Regions from separate parts of the Triticum aestivum genome. Here region 2 is linked to region 1. Evidence: chromatin contacts called from public Hi-C data. All regions are on one chromosome and are shown on one strand. Each heading gives the region's core, a stretch centred on a gene start, on an enhancer-like site or on the middle of the called end of the contact. The rest is flanking DNA. Distances are from core to core; before and after follow the strand shown. Region 1 holds the start of LOC123086001 (E3 ubiquitin-protein ligase RNF25). Region 2 overlaps LOC123086001 (E3 ubiquitin-protein ligase RNF25).

What was found. Hi-C and Micro-C count contacts between places; a contact is called where the count stands out from the background.
Region 2: a contact with region 1 is called in a Hi-C map of leaf, with 2.0 times the contacts expected there. The contact joins the enhancer-like site here to the promoter of LOC123086001 in region 1. A contact is called at or near these places in 2 of 5 Hi-C or Micro-C datasets (both in leaf).

What each region holds. Positions count from the first base shown.
Region 1 is chr4A:300,022,758-300,029,237 of IWGSC CS RefSeq v2.1, reverse strand. It overlaps LOC123086001 (E3 ubiquitin-protein ligase RNF25), which reads right to left and starts at 3,961. Exons shown (of 7, transcript XM_044507700.1): 1 at 3,659-3,961; 2 at 2,373-2,411; 3 at 1,383-1,520. The coding sequence starts at 3,805.
Region 2 is chr4A:300,058,777-300,065,256 of IWGSC CS RefSeq v2.1, reverse strand. It overlaps LOC123086001 (E3 ubiquitin-protein ligase RNF25), which reads right to left. Exons shown (of 7, transcript XM_044507700.1): 6 at 4,945-5,087; 7 at 3,971-4,602. The coding sequence ends at 4,174. Among protein-coding and RNA genes, the nearest start is that of LOC123086001, 37 kb to the right of the region's middle. Within about 2 kb of position 2,831, at least 1 of the 8 cell types and tissues checked has an H3K27ac peak or open chromatin away from gene starts, as enhancers often do. A contact at or near this core is called in leaf, where this site is marked.

The DNA of each region.
Region 1 (6,480 bases), core at 2,712-5,211:
TCCTTAAGTATTCAAAAATGTCTGAAATTGCACTCCAAATATTATAGACCATTCAGGTTTCTCGGAAATTGGCAATGTGTCTTACAAGCTCCGCCTACAAGAAGATAGTCAAGTACACCATACTTTTCATACAAATCAGTTGATGAACCATTGGGGGCCCCCAAGCTATCCCATACAACTGCCTCTCCTTCACCCTGATGGAACTATCATGTTGGAGCCTGAGAAACTTCTGGAAAGATAGCTGATCCCACGCCATCAAGGGGTAATCAGCATCCCTGTGGGGAGATGGCTGATCAAACGTTGCAATTTGTCCGAGAACGAAGCAACCTGGGAAGATACAACTTTTATCCAGAAGGTGTTTCCACACTTTCAGCCATGAGGACTCTGAAGAGTCGACAATTGATCAAAGTTCAGTTAAGTTTAAATAACGTTTCGCTTTGGCGGGAGTTGTCCATTGTCGTCCATCTGCCATCTGATGTCCTTCTGATCAACTTACCACTTTGCCGAAAGACGCATTTAATGTGTTTTGTCCCAACTAGCAGAGTTAGGTATGATAGCATGGTTTTCAGTCTAATCACCCCTGTAATGACCTTTTTGCCACTGTGGTTACCCCTTAAGCTATAAAAGGAGGGTCAGGGCAACATTAGTAGGGATTCGAACCTTGGCAACCCTCACGCATAGGTACTCATGTAGCTGCTCTCTTCCCATCGCTTGCCGCGCGCGCGGGGGGGGGTAGGGTTTTACGCCTCCGGGCGACCCGAACCTGGGTAAGATCGTGCGCCCCTCGTTGTGTTTGCTCTTTGCGTCGATCGCCACCCCTTCCCGAACCAGCGAAGGGGCTGTACTGCCCCATAGATCGCCGGCTCCATGCCGACATGCAGCAGCAGATGTTGAGCTGAACAGAGGATGCTAGTGACGTCGATCCTCAGTCGGACAGCAGCCAAGCCCCAAGACATCTTTGTTTAATTTCCGGTACGCTCCACTGAGCTATTCACTTGCTCCCTCTACTTTTCATTTGCGTTATGCTATCTATAAGGCTATAAAGCCATGGATCTTGAGACTTTTGGGTCATTCTGGTTGTATTGGGTAAACCCTAGCCGCCAGTGTTCCTGGCTGGCCTTTAGGTGTATCTGAAATCCATCGAAATTCCTCACGATCAACCTCTAAAATTGCTATTCCCTGATGTTGTGAGTGTGTACTACTGAATATTTCAATCAGTCCAACACTGGACCCGACACACATGGGGCACTCCAAACACGTATGCGACTATCAAATACTTCGACTCTGAGTTAAATGCAGTCCTCTTGAACATTATGATATGGAACAAGTCTTGTTCGTTCACTGCTAGTCTACTGTACAGAATGCAAGAAACAAGGAAATACCTCACACAGAGTCACAAGCATTGGGTAGTAGGAAAGCTCTTTTGCCTTGTCTTGGATACTGCTAATAAGATATGCCTGTCTATTCTCATCGAGGCCCTTACTTTCCACAGCATAAACATGAGGTGGTTCTTTTGGATACTACAAGTACAATGCCATAAAATGTAATGAATTAGTATTGAGACAATACATAACCATTGTGAACAGGTAGACTTACTAAGGAGATAAAAATCCTGGGAGAAAGGTAGCGGCATAAAAATGATTCATGATGTAAATTTACAAGCATGCTAGATATCAACATTTAGGCATTCAGCCTTGGAATGAAATTTTGCAGTTTCTCCAGAAAATAAATAACACACATGAAAGGTTGTTTGAACCAAGAGGTGCTGATCCTTCAGGTTTCATCCACCTTCTTCTGAACTTACGATAGCACAAATTAGAATGTTGCCTCAATGTGATGAAATGCAACCTTATTACTGGCTTACTGATTTCAAGACATTAATACAGTGAACCATTTCAGGAAAGATATAGCATTATTCCCAAGAAGGAGCAGTTTCCAAAACAGCAAGATGTATGCATGTCATCAAGAAATTTAGTAGTGCAAATGGATATAATGTACCTTGTACAAAAGCAGTTACCACTCACGTGTATAATTTTTCAAATGGCTGGCCAACTTAACTCCAAATAATTGTACAGCTATTCCTAAGCAAAAAAAATGAATGGACTGACAAGTAATGATGCACACATTTAGGATATACAGCAAGGCAAATAACGAAACGAGGTTCTAAGAGAAACAAAGGAAATATAACCTATTCGAATTCACGACATAAAGAAAAACAATGCAAGTCAATCAGTTGAAGATCTGTTCCCAAAATAGAGAGGTACTCCCTCCATTCCAAAATAAGTGTCGTGGTTTTAGTTCAAATTAACAAAGAAGTTAGATGGGAGATATATCAAAATCTAGAAAGGTGGTAACCCATAACAGGTTCATACCTGGGAGGATGCTTTAATTCCAAGAAAGAGTTCCACGAACTGAAAAGGAGAAAGCGGATATTAATATACGAATAAATAGATAAGGTGATATTGGTCAACAGTACAATTTTGCAATTGGATGCCGCGAACACAGGATTCATATATAAACAAGATCAAGTATACAGTGCAACCAAACTAATGCCACAACTTACAATTATTAACACTTGAAAGCTCATGGTAGGAAGACAGAACAGCTTTTAACCTAATTTGTTCAACCCCAATCATGGACATGCTGACAATTACTGGCTATCATATCATTGAAGTGAGCCAAAATATTTATACATATGAGGACAAATGTGGGCTTCTTTGTGACTTGACATACGAGGACCACAACTTTTCACGTCGCTTCCACTTTGCATTCACTAGCCACCCCATTGCCTCCCCTTCCTCCTCACAACCTCCCCTTATTCCGTATTTCCCATACTTACCCTTCATTTTTCCCATTAGAAAAACCTATATTTATCCCTTTGTGGATCGCATCCACTATGGCCTCCCAAAAACACCCCGTCCCTGCCACCACCACTTTACCAGCACCAAGGTGGAAGTAATGTAGGTGCAGCTGGCAGTTATGTATTCGTTCGGTATCATATGCAATACTACCTAATGTCTGTATCAACATGAACTTACCACTACAGTGGTAGCATGGGTTGTTGGCTCAAACTAATTATTACTGGATTGATTAAGAGCAAATATCATTGATGAAACAGTTAAATTTCTACTTACAATACTACCATCTTAAAAAAGAATTATCAAGGAGTACATGAAAAGGTTATTAACAATAAACCGATTAAGCTTTTTGCGCACACTGCACTAAGTATAACTCTGTAAGGGGATATTTTTTTATGTGAACTGCATTTTCTCTACAGAAGCATTAGAACGATTATGGCATACATAATAACAACTGGTCATAGGCATCCTGACTCGGTAACTAAGAACCTAGCAGTTGATCAGAACTAACGCGATAAGCACTAAACATCCTTAGAGAACTAGTAGCTTATAACTTAACTAATAACGAGAGGACTAACACTGTATGCTATCATCGCCAAAGAAAAAAAAACTACTATGTGCTAGGGTTCGGAAGCAGCAACGCGACCACCACTAACCACAGCTGACTACTTCCAGACTTAGCTGCTTCACAATCGATCAACCGCACGGGCCATGTAGTTAATCGCAAATAACTAACCAATCGGAGGGATCGGATACCGTGAAGCCGGTCTAGATGTGGAGGGGATGTGGAGAAGGCGAACCTGCTGCGAGGAGTCGTCGGCAGTGTTGGGGCGAACGTGGACGACAAGGTGGGGAGGGAAGTCGCAGTACACGCGGCAGTCTTCTCCGTACACCGCCGCCACCGCCTCCACCTCCAGCCGCACCTCCTCCTCGACCTCCGCCGCCATTGCCTCCAGGGGTTGTCCACGCCCTCACTCTCGCCTACAGGCGGACCACAGGTCGCCTGCCCACGACGATCTAGCAGGTGGACGGCGAGCGACGAGGGGCCCAGCCGCCAGAGCGATCTGTGATCTGGTTCTCTGGACTCGGGGCCACATGTGGGTGCGCTCTTCTTTTTTTAACCCGAATGATAACGCTGTGTAATACAGTAGTTTGCATTTCGTCCACCCGCGCTACATTACGCGAATCTTACAGCAATCAACCAGATTCTTCCGTGCCAGGTAGGCATAGTGTGGTGTGCGGGTGGTAGAGCGTTGCCCGAACGGCCTCCGGCATGACCCGCAGCGCGCGGTTGTCAGATTCGTCATGCGGTGGAACTGCCGCCCGCCCAGACGCACGTACGATAACCACCTCCCCGCTTTCACGGCATGTAGCCGTTTTTCTCTGTGTTGTCTTCTCCTCTTTCTCATTTCTTCTTCTCATTTTCCCTTCCTCATTCTTGTTGAGACAGAGCCGCGACGAGTGGCGGTTCCGCGGCGATGCAGAGGCGATTCCTGGTTGAATCTGCGGCGAGACGACAGTGGAAGTCTCGCGGTGGCCTGTTGTCGTCGTCGTAGCGCACGCAACCGTTCCATCGTCGCTGGAGACTGAACCGCGCACAGGTATCACAATCGAATCCCTGCATTTCGCCCCCTCCTCTATGCTTCTGTGCGACGAATCCATGACGAATCTTAGGCGTAGTGGCAAGCTCTGTTGTTTCCCGTCGGCGGGGAATCATCGGCGCGTAGCTAGGTCAGATTGCGTTTGAGTTGTGGCCGCGGGGGATGGTTCGCCCATTAGTAGGGATTCATGCTCTGTTTTGGAGAGATGACTTGATTTTTGAAATCTAAATACAGTGGTCGGTGTTTGCGTTCATCATTCTTCGTTCCTCTTGTTTGATTTTCGTGCAATTCATGATGTGCCAGTAGGCATTGGCTCCCTGTTTGCTGGGAATCAGAGGTTGACATCATGGTTGGAACCCTAGATCTAGGGGTGGTTCCCGTAGTGAGCTTGTGTAGGGTTCATGTTAGTTTGCTCTGGGTAATTATGTGCAGGGTGATGGCAATCCTTTGCTTAGTGAAACGGTCACTGGTAGCGGAGCTACTTCAAATGCTTGGTAGATAAGAAAGCTGGCAACTTCAACAAAATTATATTTGATATACATGTTATTGATGTGTACCTTACTAGTACTCCTAGTAGCACCTGGGTATTAGATATCGATTCAGTTGCTAATATTGGTTAATCGAAACAAAAGCTGCGGAATAAATGGAGACTAGCTAAGGGCGAGGTGACGATGTGTGTTGGAAGTGTTTTCAAGGTTGACGTGATCACCATCGCGCGCTCCCTCTATCTTTGAGATTAGTGTTGAACCTAGATAAATGTTATTTGGTATCTGCGTTGAGCATGAACATGATTAGATTCGTGTTTATTGCAATACAGTTGTTCATTTAAGTCAAAGAATAATGGTTATTCTGTTTACATGAATAATACCTTCTATGGTCATGCACTCAATGTGAATGGTTTATTGAATCTCGGTCGTAGTGATACACATGTTCATAATATTGATGTCAAAAGATGCAAAGTTAATAATGATAGTATAATTTTCTTGTGGCACTGCCGCTTAGGTCATATTGGTGTAAAACGCATGAAGAAACTCCATGCTGATGGACTTTTGGAGTTACTTGATTTTGAATCACTTGACACATGTGAACCATGCCTTATAGACAAGATGACTAAAACAATATTTTCCGGTACAATGGAACGGGCAAGTGACTTGTTGGAAATCGTACATGTTGATGTGTGTGGTCCGATGAGTGTTGACGCGTGCAGTGGATATCATTATTTCCTCATCTTCACCGATGATTTGAGTAGATATGGGTATATTTACTTAATAAAGCATAAGTCTGAAACATTTAAAAAGTTCAAGCAATTTCAGAGTGAAGTTGAGAATGATCGTAACAAGAAGATTAAATTCCTACGATCCAATTGAAGGGGAGAATATCTGAGTTATGAGTTTGGCAATCATTTAAGACAATATGGAATTGTTTCACAGTTGACATCACCTAAAACACCACAGCGTAATGGTGTGTCTGAACGTCGTAATCGTACCTTATTGGATATGGTGCATTTTATGATGTCTTTTGCCGATCTACCACTATTGTATTGGGGTTATGCATTAGAGACAATTGCATTCACTTTAAAAAGGGCACCATCTAAGTCCGTGGAGACGACACGGTATGAACTGTGGTTTGGCAAGAAACCTAAGTTGTCATTTCTTAAGGTTTGGGGCTGCGAGGCTTATGTCAAAAGGCTTTAGCCGGGAAAGCTCGAACCCAAAGCGGACAAATGCGTCTTCATATGGTACCCAAAAGAGACAGTTGGGTATACCTTCTATCTTAGATCTGAGGGCAAAGTGTTTGTTGCTAAGAACGGGTCCTTTCTCGAGAAATAGTTTCTCTCAAAAGAATTGAGTGGGAGGAAGATATAACTTGATGAGGTTGTTGAACCTTTACTTCAACCAGAGAGTAGCATAGCACAGAAAGATGTTTCTATGGCACCTATGTCAGTTGAAGAGGAAGCTAATGATGATGATCATGAAACTTCGGATTAAGTTGCTGTCGAACCTCGTAGGTCGACAAGGGTA
Region 2 (6,480 bases), core at 1,582-4,081, 37 kb before region 1:
TCAGATTACAGACCCAGTCCGCATCATTGCCACTATCATCTTTTAACTTAGTTTTCTCTAGGAACATATCAAAAAAATAGCATAGATATGCAACAACTATTAAGACTAAGTTCATGATAAATTTAACTTCAATTAATCAAATTACTAATGAACTCCCACTTAAATAAACATCCCTCAAGTTATCTAAGTGATACATGATCCAAATCAACTAACCGATGTCCGATCATCACGTGAGATGGGGTAGTCATCAATGTTGAACATCTCTATGTTGATCATATCTACTATATGACTCATGTTCAACCTTTCGGTCTCCAGTGTTCCGAGACCATGTGTATACATGCTAGGCTCGTTAAGTTTAACCCAAGTATTATGCATGCGTAAAACTATCTTACACACTTTGTATGTGAACGTAGAGTCTATCACACCCGATCATCACGTGGTGTCTCAAAACGACGAACTGTAGTAACAGTGCATACTTAGGGAGAACAATTTTATCTTGAAATTAAGTGAAGGGATCATCTTATAATGCTACCGACGTTCTAAGCAAAATAAGATGCATAAAAGATAAACATCACATGCAATCAAAGTATGTGACATGATATGTCCATCATCATCTTGTGCTTTTGATCTCCATCTCCAAAGCAACGTCATGATTTCCATCATCACCGGCTGACACCTTGATCTCCATCGTGGCGTTATTGCGTCGAGGTCGTCACGCCAACTATTGCTTCTACAACTATCGCTAACGCATGGTGATAAAGTAAAGCAATTACATGGCGCTTGCACTTCATACAATAAAGAGACAACTATAAGGCTCCTGCCGGTTGTCGATATTACAAAACATGATCATCTCATACATCAACATATATCACATCATATCTTGACCATATCACATCACAACATGCCCTGCAAAAACAAGTTGGACGTCCTCTACTTTGTTTTTGCAAGTTTTACGTGGCTGCTACGGGCTTCAAGTAAGAACCGTTCTTACCTACGCAAAAACCACAACGGTGTGTCATCAAGTTTGTTGTTTTAACCTTCTTCAACATTGCATGGAAAACAAAAAAAATCTACGCACACGCAATGATCTATCCATGGAAATGCATAACAACGAGGGGGGAGTATGTCTACGTACCCTCATAGACCGTAAGCAGAAATGTTTAACAACGCGATTGATGTAGTCGAACTTCTTCGCGCTCCAACCGATCAACTATCGAACGTACGGCACCTCTACGTTCTGCACACGTTCAGCTCGGTGGCGTCCTCCGTCTTCTTGATCCAGCAAGACAACGAGGTAGTAGATGAGTTCCGGCAGCACGACGACGTGGTGACGGTGATGGTGAACTAATCTCTGCAGGGATTCGCCTAAATACTACGAAAATATGACGAGGCGTGTAAACGGTGGAGGAGCGCCGCACACGGCTAGGCAATTGTCTGTTGCGTGCTAGGCGCCCCCTCCCACATATATATAGGTGGGAGGGAGGGAGAAGCAGCCAAAGGAGGCGCCCAAGTAGGAGCAATCCTACTTGGGGTCCCTCCCAAGCCGCGCCCCCTTTCCTTATTTGGAGTGCGGGGAAAGGCAGGGAGGGTGGCGCCCCCCCCCCCCTTCCTTTCTCCCATGAGAGGGAAAGGCTGGAGGGGTTGGCCATCCCCTTTTTCCTTCCCTAGGGCTGGCCAAACAAGGGAGGGGGCGCACCAGCCCCCTTGTGGGCTGGTCTGTCCCCTCCTTTGGCCCATAAGGCCCATAACTTGCCAGGGGGTGCCCGGAACCCCTTCTGATGACCCGATTCCTTTCGGGTAGGTCTCAAAACACTTCTGGTGTCCAAATACCATCGTCCTATATATCAATCTTTACCTCTCGACCATTTCGAGACTCCACATCATGTCTGTGATCACATCCAGGACTTCGAACAACATTCGCTCACCAAAACATATAACTCATATAACACTATATCATTAACAAATGTTAAGTGTGTGGACCCTACGGGTTCGAGAAGTATGTAGACATGACCGAGACACTTCTCCGATCAATAACCAATAGCGGAACCTGGATGCTCATATTGGCTCCTACATATTGTACGAAAATCTTTATCAGTCAAACCGTTATGACAACATATGTAATTTCCTTTGTCCATCGGTATGTTATTTGCCCGAGATTCGATCGTCGGTATCTTCATACCTAGTTCAATCTCGTTACCAGCAAGACTATTTACTCGTTCTGTAATACATCACCTTGTGACTAACTCCTTAGTCATTTGCTTGCAAGATTATGATGTGTATTACCGAGATGGCCCAGAGATACCTCTCCGATACTCGGAGTGACAAATCCTAATCTTAATCTATGCCAACTCAAAAAACACCTTCGAAGATACCTGTAGAACATCTTTATGATCACCCTGTTACGTTGTGACGTTTGATAGCACACAAGCTATTCCTCCGGTATCTGGGAGTTACATAATCTCATAGTCGAAGGAATATGTATTTGACATGAAGATAGCAATAGCAATAAACTGAATGATCACTATGCTAAGCTAACGGATGGGTCTTGTCCATTACATCATTCTCCTAATGATGTGATCCCGTTATCAAATGACAACATATGTCTATGGTTAGGAAACCTTAACCATCTTTGATCAACGAGCTAGTCTAATAGAGACTTACTAGGAACATGGTATTTGTTTATGTATTCACACATGTATTTAAGTTTCCGATCAATAAGAAAATATAATATAAAATAACAACTTTATTATTGCCTCTTAGGCATATTTCCTTCAGCAGACCGGCTGAAGATTAGGCCGATCACCTCGACTCGCTCGCTCAAGAAAACATCCCAACGCAGCCACGTGTGTACCAGGGCCTACGCGCTTACTCTCCCTTCCACCCATCCTTATCTCCTCTACCTTATCTGCTCGTGGACTCATTTTCCCTCAATCCCTCTTGCAATCCAACCGACGAGCCACACAGATGCCTCGCGCCACTCCGCCGCATCACTCCTAGCCGCCCACTACTCATCTCTCTCGTCACCAATGATGGCCACCCGCAGCTCGTGTAGACCCCCCTGCTAACAACCCCATACGCGCAAGCATTGCGACTCACGGTGCACAAGGTGGCCGCCATGAGAGATGCAATGGTGATGCATATGGGGAAGAGGGAACACACGGCAAGGATTGTGGTACTACAACCCGCACCTGGTGGAGTTGCAACCGTTAGAGTGTGGTGCTGGAACCATGGGGGAGCACCGGTGCCGTGTCCTGCCACCACCGACGGGGCGGATTGCTGTCATCTTTGCTGGAAGAGCTGCAACCGATGTATTGCAAAGCTGGAACCAGCGTCCGCCGGTGCTCGAACCAGACGCGCCTCTCACGGTCGACGTGTTTTTTTTGCTGGAACCACCATTATTTGTTGTTGGAACCTGCTAGGTTTTTCGTTGCATTGACTTCTTATTCTGCTACTGGGTTTGTGCTGGTTTGCTGCATTGACTTCTTTTTCTGCTACTGTGTTTTTTGCTGGTTCCAGCAACTGTTTCATCAACGGAGCTGCAACTAGTTTATTGCAAAGCTAGAACCAACGTCCACCGATGCTAGAACCACGTATATTTTTGCGACAAGCATATCCATGTTTTGCTAGAACTACGGCTAGAACTACGCAATCTTTTTGCTGGATCCTTGATTTTTGCTGGAACGTCTTTGTTTTCTTCGCTACCAATGGCATCAACAACTCATGTCGGCAGCGAGCAAGGCAGCCGAGGGCAAGCACGGACAGCTCGGGGCACCGGCGAGCATGGGGCGGCCAAGGACAAGCGCAAGGCGGCTGGCTAGCGCAGGGATCCTCTATTTTTTTTTCTCATGCACATGTGCGGGGAAGAAAGAAAGGAGGAAGACGAAAGGAGGGGTTGCATCGGACAGTTTGGAGAGTGCCAATCAAACGGCTGCGCGGCAGCCGGCCGAAATTTGGGCCAGAACAAGTCGCATGAACTCATTTGCGGTGGCAGCAGGGGCCTGGTTGGCTACCGGGTCGCGAGAGGGACATGTTCTGCCTCTGCATCAAAATGTGGCTTCGACTCAGTGGCATGAACTCACTCTGCTTTCTAATGAGTTGTCACCCTTTTGTTTCACCACCCTACTCTCCATCAATATACATGTTCGATAAAATAGAGCTGCAAAAATGCTATTGTCAAGTTTCTGCATCTTTCTTCTGCCACTGTTGCCTAGCGGGTTGGCTTCTCTGCCACTGTTTTCCAACAGGTTGGACATGGGGCTGTCTTCTGGGAGCATAAGCTCGGTTTCTCCTTGGAGGACCTGAATTGTTTTCCTTCTTGCCGCCGCCGCTGATGTTTGCCATGCCGGGAAGAACTGTTTCTGAAGTTGAGCTTGCGGTTGCTTCCCAAGAATTGGTGCTGTCTCCTGCACTTGTGGTTGGCTCACTAGCAGCAAGAGAAACATACATTCCGGGCTGTATGGCAAGGTCTTTCTTTGGTTCAATTAAACCATTCCGTTCTTGTTGCAGATTAAACAATGACCCAAATTTTTCTCTCCTCTTCTTCTCTGCCTCGGAATGGAGCAACTCTTTATCATCTACTCCAAGGTCAACTGTTAAACATGCCTACATGTGAACGGATAAAAATATATTTATGATGGATACCACTTAGGTGTAGCATATCTCTAAAGGATGAAATACTAGAAATAAATAAACTACACTGAGAATCATGCAACTGTAAGAACTAACAGGTCACTAAAGGAAATTATATCCCTATGATAAATGATAAATTTACTAATTATTCCAAGGAAATTATATCCCTATGATAAATGATAAATTTACTAATTATTCCAAAGCAACGATGCAAATATGATGGAGTGCAAGGGATTTTATCTCTAAATAAGAAACTGATAATGCCTGGAAATGTTTAGATGGTTCACTTGTATTTGAATCATATCCACCACATACCATCAGCTGAGAAGTGTTTGCATCCAACAGATCACGAACATGCTCAATGTCCTTTTCATCAAACACTTTGCGGCAAACTGGACAAAATCCTTTGTGATGATTTGCATTATATAGCTTGTCTGAGTTGGACAATCTCAATCCTTCTGAAGAATCAATAACAAGTAGCAATAGAGAAGATTAACCAGTAGTGACATGTAACCAACGGACAAAATGGTATCAGCATGTATGTACAAAATTAGTTGCCAATAATTGATACTCTGAAAAGATGTCATGTAACGTGGTCAGCAAGAAATAGGGATCAGGAATGTACAGCAATCACTGGAAGTCGAAACTACATTTGTTTTATTTAAGATAATAACCTTACTGATAGAATGGCGTGAAATTTGGAACATGGCGAAGCATCACTGCAAACCAAAGATTTTCCGGACCCAAATTATCCAATAACCGAACTCACCTCCTTTCGTGGACAGAGATTGACAATGACTATTGTTCATTGGAAAATGTTTACAATCGCAGACCGGCCACGTCTCGCGCCAGTTGCTCCCACACTCGCCACGTCGTGTCATGGGCCCCATGGGCCCACACACGAAGCACCACCTCCCCCTTTGCCACATGTCTTTTTTCCCTCACTCGCACATATCTCTGGTATCTCTCTGGTCAGCTCCACCAACGAGCGACGCACAGAAATCCCAGCTCCTCCGGCGAGCCACGCCCCACAATGTCACAGGGAATTTAATCATTTAAGTCTGCTCCAATCCCCGCTCCCCGGTAACGGCCACTACAGCAAGACAGGGAACCTCGCCGTGCGACGGAGACGTTCGGGAGGCGGGGACGGTGCTGAGGGTGCTGCAAGGGTCGTGCGGCATGACGGCGAGCTACAAACCAACGCCTGACGAGCTGCATCCGGCAAGGCGACGAGTGACAATCGGTGTTCCACATAGCTGCATCCGGCATGGCGGCGAGCTTCAACCGGCGCTCGATGCGGCTGCAACCAGCACCCGCTGCTGCTGGAGATGACGGCCACTTGTGCTGCAACCGGCAACACCAGCACCAAAGACGATGACATGGGGATGCCGTGACCATGGTGACCACGTGCTGGAACAGGCCGGCGGCAAAGTTGCAACCCCGACCCAACTGTAGAAGCTGCAACCGTCAGGGGCTGCGGTGGGGTTCTTGCAACCAGAGGGCGGCGTTACCAGAAACAGACAATAGTGATGCTGCGACCTCATCCGCCATGTGCTGCAACTGATCAGCTGCAATGCTTCAACCGCAGCCGCCACATGCTCGAACAGGCCGAAGGCGATGCTACCACCGCGGACGCTGCATGCTAGAACCAGCTACATGGTGTGTTGTGGCAGGCGGTGTGGCTAGCTGCGACCGGCTCTGCGGGAGAGCTGCGAGGCCATGGGGACACTTGTTTCGACCACGAAGCGTGAGTTGTGCTGCAACGGGAGGGTGCAGCGGCCGTGACCAGACGCATGTAGCCGGTCATGCATGCGGGCTACACAAAGGCCGGCGTCTGACGAGGGAGAGGGA